2 separate regions of the Gossypium hirsutum genome follow, and region 1 is linked to region 2. A link is a contact called in public Hi-C data. All regions are on one chromosome and are shown on one strand. The core of a region is the stretch at or near the end of the contact, and the rest is flanking DNA. Distances in the headings are between cores, read along the strand shown.

What was found. Hi-C and Micro-C count contacts between places; a contact is called where the count stands out from the background.
Region 1: a contact with region 2 is called in a Hi-C map of leaf, with 2.1 times the contacts expected there. The contact joins the enhancer-like site here to the promoter of LOC107938978 in region 2. A contact is called at or near these places in 13 of 34 Hi-C or Micro-C datasets (anther, callus, fibers and 3 more).

Annotation. Positions count from the first base shown.
Region 1 is chrA08:120,372,427-120,375,503 of Gossypium_hirsutum_v2.1, forward strand. No RefSeq gene overlaps it. Among protein-coding and RNA genes, the nearest start is that of LOC107938976, 4.3 kb to the left of the region's middle. Within about 2 kb of position 1,480, at least 3 of the 9 cell types and tissues checked have an H3K27ac peak or open chromatin away from gene starts, as enhancers often do. A contact at or near this core is called in leaf, where this site is marked.
Region 2 is chrA08:120,329,403-120,332,738 of Gossypium_hirsutum_v2.1, forward strand. LOC107938978 (cyclin-dependent kinase inhibitor 3) reads left to right here and starts at 1,672. Exons shown (of 3, transcript XM_016872256.2): 1 at 1,672-2,350; 2 at 3,077-3,211; 3 at 3,283-3,336. The coding sequence starts at 1,962.

The DNA of each region.
Region 1 (3,077 bases), core at 230-2,729, 43 kb after region 2:
GATTTACATTGATTTAATTAGTGATTTTTTAATAAATAATTACCTTTATTTTTGTTGGTATTCTTTGTGTCTAATAAAATAATTTTAACTATTTTAACTATTTTTTTAGCCTAAAAATAAATATTTTTTTTAAAAAAATCAAACCTCAACAGTATTTTAAGGTGATCATCCATCGTTGCACCCTTAGCATACCAAACCCCAAATTAAGATAGTTTAGACCAAAATATAATTGAAAAAAAAAAGTTGTGATCATATCTACTTGAACCCTTTAAAACTACCTACAATTGAAAGTCTAAGTTCTATTGCTTATTGGCATATATAGTCTTTTAAATAATAAAAAACTGCCTTTACTCATCTCCCACATTGCTATCGTTACAGCAAGTCAAGCAACGAAAATAGCCGTAATTGAGGAAAATAAGCATCCTACACAAAAGTCACTTCCCTTGAGTTTACACGTTTAGAAAACGGGAATTGCCTACATAATTAAAATCTGTGTTCACCACCAAAACACCCTAACTTTCCTTCTTGTTTCCTGGAAATTCTACCAAAGGAAGAATTGTAATTATTAGTTTTTAACTCAAAGTTTAATATTTTTATTTTTTTATTCACTTCATTTGTATTTTTTTTAAATTATAATTCAAAGCGAAAGAATTGGAGTAGAATAAATTAGAGTTGGGATCGCAAATTTTATTTGGAAATGGGGAATATATATTTTTAGTAGTGAGGATAGCTCAAGGTAAGCTACTTTAAATTAGTGCTTTGATGGTTTTTTCTTTAATTTTATATAAATTAAAATAAAAAAATCCTCATTAATTTTTTTATTTTATAAAAGTGAGAGATTTTAATAATTGCATAACTAAATTAAGACTGTCATAGATTGATGAATGATACTAATTAAATCAAAATTTTAAATAATATAAGTAAATAAAATTAAAATATTACATTTATTAAATATTATATATTTTTTGAAAATGCATGATAAACCATTTTGTTTTAGCTTATTTTTTTTGTTAAAATTTCACACAAGGTAAAATGACTTAGAAGTCTTTAGAAGTCTAATCCCATTCAAATCACAAATATATATTTTCCACATGATTGATTTCATTCGTTAAATTTTCCACATCGGAGAGCTCGTCTCTCTGCTGCAAAGCACCTCATGCACTGGTTTTTGACACTCGTACCAAGACCAGCAGCAATTAGTGCAACTGCGTCACAGAAGCACAAGGCATAGGTGAAAATGAAAATAAAGTCTTCTCCCTCTTATGGAGACAGAAAATTAATGACAACAATTCAGTCTGAAGAGAGCTTGTAGCTAATAAGGTATCTGTTTATAGGCATGGTTTGTTCAATAAAAGAAAATCTCCCCCATGTCGCCCGTTGCTATCGCTAAATCAAGTCCAAGATCAAAGAAGTCCATAGCTTAAAAATATGAGTGTTGTAGGTCAATTTTGGCCCAAATACAACTCAATTACCTAAACCCCTTAAAACCCAATACAAAACAACCCAATATCTAACCCAAACCCGAATGGCCCACTACAACCCAATCCAACCTAATACCCACCCCAATTTCATCAGCCCAACATCATCAAACCCAATCTAAACTAACAGCCCACCTAAACTAACCCACTAACCCTAGCCCACCACCACTAAACATTTTCCAGCAAAGAAAAAACCCTAGCCCCTCTTCAGCCGCATGCTAGGCATGCCTCTGCCCGAGACCTGGCACTGCCCATACCGTCTGACACTCCCACCACTAGCACCGGCCATGCCCTGCAAAAACAACAGACAAGCAAAGCAGAAGCAAGAATAGCAAAAATAATAATAAAGTATGTAACAAAATAGGCTATAAAAGCTTAATAGAAAACTGAAATGAGGGTTCCTTTCCCTTTCTTTCTTTATTCTTTGTAAACATCGAAAGGAATTTATAGACTTCAATAAACTGACAATAGTGGTTGTTCAAACAAACGAGGAGTAAACGAAAAGGTTGCATTTTTTTGCTCTTTATTTCTTTCGATTTTTGCATACATATATATATACACATTTCTTTATTTTTTATTTAATATAAACATAAAATATAGTACAAAAAAAAAGAATACAAAAAAAAAATAAAAAAAAAAGTAGAATTTTTTACCTTTCCGGCCACCTGTACGGTGGCTGGTGCCGGCGCATGCGAAGGTCCGGAGACGGACCGGTGCCCCTTCCCCCCACCGGAAATCGCCCCGTGCTCCCCTCTCCCTCATTTTTTTTTCTTTACCCTCTCCAAATGTTTTTTTTTTCAGATTTTTAGGCTATTTATAGCCCACCAAAACGGCACCGTTTTGGGGCTCAAACTTAGACTAAAAAACGACGTCGTTTTACTTGGCCCGACCCGATTCGACCCAAACCTGCTTCAGGATCCACGTGTTTTCAACTCAATGGGATATTTGTGCAATCGGTCCTTCCGCATTTTTTGTTGTTTAAATCAGGTCTATATTTATTTATAAATCGGCCCTAAGATTTAAACTGATTAGCGATCTAATCCCTGTTAATGTGTTGCGTTTTGATAGAGCGAAAATATTGCTGTTTCAGTCCCCCCATGTTTCATGCATGTTGCAATTCGGTCCCGTGGCTTATTTTATTTCAAATTTCGCCCTAAAAATTTTGTTTTGAGCTCGATTTAGTCCTTTTTGTTAGATTACGGTTTTATTTTCAAATTATTTGTTTTTTATTTTCTGTTAATTATTATTATTAATTATAATTTTTATATTCTTGTTATATTTACTATATTTAATATATGTAGTGGTGTATATTGTATTATGTACATATATGCGTATGTGTTTTATATATATTTATGGAATATTATTATTAGTTATTTTTAATATGTATATTATGTAAATATTTTAATATTGTATTCTATATATTATTTCACATAATATTAAAAACACGTGTTCTCAATATAATCATGTACATTTAAGTGTATACCTATATATTTGGGAAGCACTGTCAATAGTTTTTTTATTATCTTTTTAATATGTATATATTATGTATGTATTTTAATGTCAGTAGTATATACTTATATTATTTCACGTACATATTTT
Region 2 (3,336 bases), core at 422-2,921:
CACAAGTGACGAAAACCATATACATATATTCAGCCTTAACAGAAGACCAAAAAAATATATTTATCACCACAGCCCCTTTACTCAAATGGGGTAGGAAAATAACAAAAACAGATGACCAAATCAAAGGGTAATCCGAAGCACAAATTGGTTCCTCATTGCATCCTTTACCCTTCCTGCAACTACCACGTCTTCAACGGTTCATGAATAATCTTTACTAACCAATTCATCATCTAATACATTCAAAAGCCACGATAATACCAATGTCTTATTGGCGGGTTAATTACTCTTTTAGTCCTTTTTAAAAAGCTTATAACTTAATTTAACTTTTTTAATACAAAATTCATGTTGTAATCCCTCCAAGATTTTTTATTTTATTTTATTTAGGTCCATTAAGAAAATACTATCTTCGACCGTTAATATAATAAGAAATTTTAAAAAAATCCCATTAACATGGTGAGTCCAACAACTACTATGAAAATAAAGTAATAACCAAAAACAAAAGAACTTACATTTGTAGATTGCTTTGAACCTAAAGTTGTTCTTTTCTATACTAAAATACCAACCACAAAACAAGCACTAAAAGGCAAAGAAAAATGTCTTCCCTAGTTGCAAAGTTGGAGCTTTTCATTTTCACATTGAAACCCTACCCGCAAGATTTTTACTTTATGTTCTAAAATAAATATTTTTATTTTATATTTCTATGCATAATTTACTCAAATAAATCCATAAGAAATTATGTCGAAAAATATATAAAATTTGTTATATCATGAGGACATAAGACTACTTATTAAGCATTAATGGTGTAAATCAAATTTAGGGTTTTTTTTGCATGAATAATATGTTTACATGTGGTTAGTGTAAAAATAACAGTGGCGATAGAATTAATTACGGCAATGATATTATAGTGTAAGACAAAAAAAAATAAACATAACACATTAAAAATAAACACTAATTTAAAGACACCCTCGATATAAAATCAACTCACAATGTAAATAATAAGGGAAAGCTTGGGACAAAGAATATATTAGGGGTTCTTTCTCCTTCATCTTCTTCGTCATTATCTCTAGTTCTTGTTTTCTCAATTATAACATCACTGCATTAAATTAATAATCGGAAAGCATTTTGGATTTCAAGTTTCAATACATTAAAGTCACATTCCTCTTGCAAGAACCTTTAAAGTATCCAAGCTCATTTCACCTTCCTCGAATAACATCTTAACAGGTGTAATTGAGCCTCCATTAATTGAATGTATAATTATATTTTTAGGAGCTCTCTAATATAAATAATTTAATTTAATTTTTTTAACCTTTTTTAAATCAACTCTTAAAATTTCAATTTAAATCAATTTTAATTACAAAATTTCCCCTTTGCCTTCAAATTTTTTATTTTATATCAACTTCTATACATAATTTTTTACTTCCCCTTGATTTTCTTAACCCTATCTATAATTCAAAAAAAAATTTGTGTAAACAAAGATACTGATTATGAAAAAAAAAACTATTTAGCATGGATAATCTTTAAAATTCAAAATTTATAATCATCAAATCATACAAATCTATTTAACACTAAAATTTTAATAAATAATGTCATATCTTTTAAAATACCAAAATTAATATTTCCATTTCCAAAAAAAAAAATATAATTATATAAAAGAATATCTGAAAAGGCCAATGGGGCCGCCAGTTTAGCCAATCCAAATACCATTGATTGAGAAAATAAAAATGGCAGCGGCTCTCCCCTAAACCCCCCAAAATCCTAAATATTTTCTCCCTCTCTCTCTCTCTCTCTCTCCTTCTTCCTCCTTTCACTATCAGGCTACAAAAATTTGGTCCCTCCATTTTCCCTCCTCTGTTTAAAGAAGAAAGCCCCCTTTTGCTAACAATCATAAACTGTTTTTTTTTCTCACTGAAAACAGGGCCAAAAAACACAAAAGTGTCTTTGGGGGGGGGTGTAAAGTTTCAATGAAGAAGTCTAAGATAACAGGAGACGTAGCAGTAATGGAAGTTTCTCATCGTTCAACAATGGGGTCTCGAACCAGAGCTGCTAAAACTCTAGCTTTACAAAGGCTTTCAAAAACAACTCAAGTCACCCAAGTTGTTGGTTCGAACCAAGATGTTTCTTCCTTGTCTTATCTTCAACTGAGGAACCGTAGGTTGGAAAAGCTGGCTTCCCCTGTTTCTAGTAAAACGAAACAGAGACAAGAAGAGAAAGAAAGTGGGTTCAGAGAAGAAGAGGAAGGAAAGAATGGTGGAAAGAAAAGTAAAGGGTGTTTTGGGAATAGGGAAATTGTTCTTGAAGTAGGGATTTGTTGTGGAACAGAACAAGCTATGGATTTTGAACTCAGAGACAGGTCTGGTTTTTCTTCTTCTTCTTTAGCCATTAAAAAAAGTTTATTTTTTATTGAAAAACTCCTCATTTTTTTAGCTTACATAAGCTTTCAAAGGTTTTTTTTCCCACTCTGTTGCATAGGATTAGGGCTTTCTCTGTTGTATCGGGTTGCTTCCATTATCATGAAAAAAATTTAGCATATTATTAGCAAAAAAGATTTAAATATTAAATGTTTGTTCTTTGGTTTTTGCTTTTGATTTATGAATTTTTTTTTAATAATTGTTGAGACATTGATAAGTTTTTGATTCTCAATTGAAAAAAAAAAATTAGGTGCGTAGGTTTAGGGTCTAAATGGGAAATTGGTAAGTACATTGTACAAAGAGAAAAAATGAAATGACAAAAAAAATTGGCAATACTAGGCGGCAAGCTGCCATTTTTTGGTAGCTTTATGTTACTCGAACTCTGATCCAAGTGACGTCTTTATATCAAATATTATATCTCATTATTCATATCTAAATATGTGTCGAAAACGAGTAACTTATGTGTTAGATATGGATATATCATATTCACGGGGCCTAGTTTCAGACATGAATGTGGGATTCTCTGTGTAGCAGTAATAAGTGACAAATTGGTCACTGCATTACATGAACATTTTGTTCCATTTTAATTGGAATTTTAGTCTTGGTTTTTGTAATTAAGTGAATTTTAGTTAATTAATGTCTAAAACTTGTACTTCTTTTTCATGCAGGAGCACGAGAGAAAGCACACCGTGTAGCTTAACAAAGGACTTGAACGATGTGCTACAGTCTGTCCCGTCAACGCAAGAAATGGAAGAGTTCGTCGTCTACGCGGAACAACAACAACATCGACGGTTCATGGAGAAGTAAGTGGGTTTCGAAGTTTTCATTTTTCCAATCGTTTTAATCGGCCGAGTCTTACGATATCTTCTTGCAGGTATAACTTTGATATTGTGAATGATTTGCCACTTCAAGGGCGTTATGAATGGGT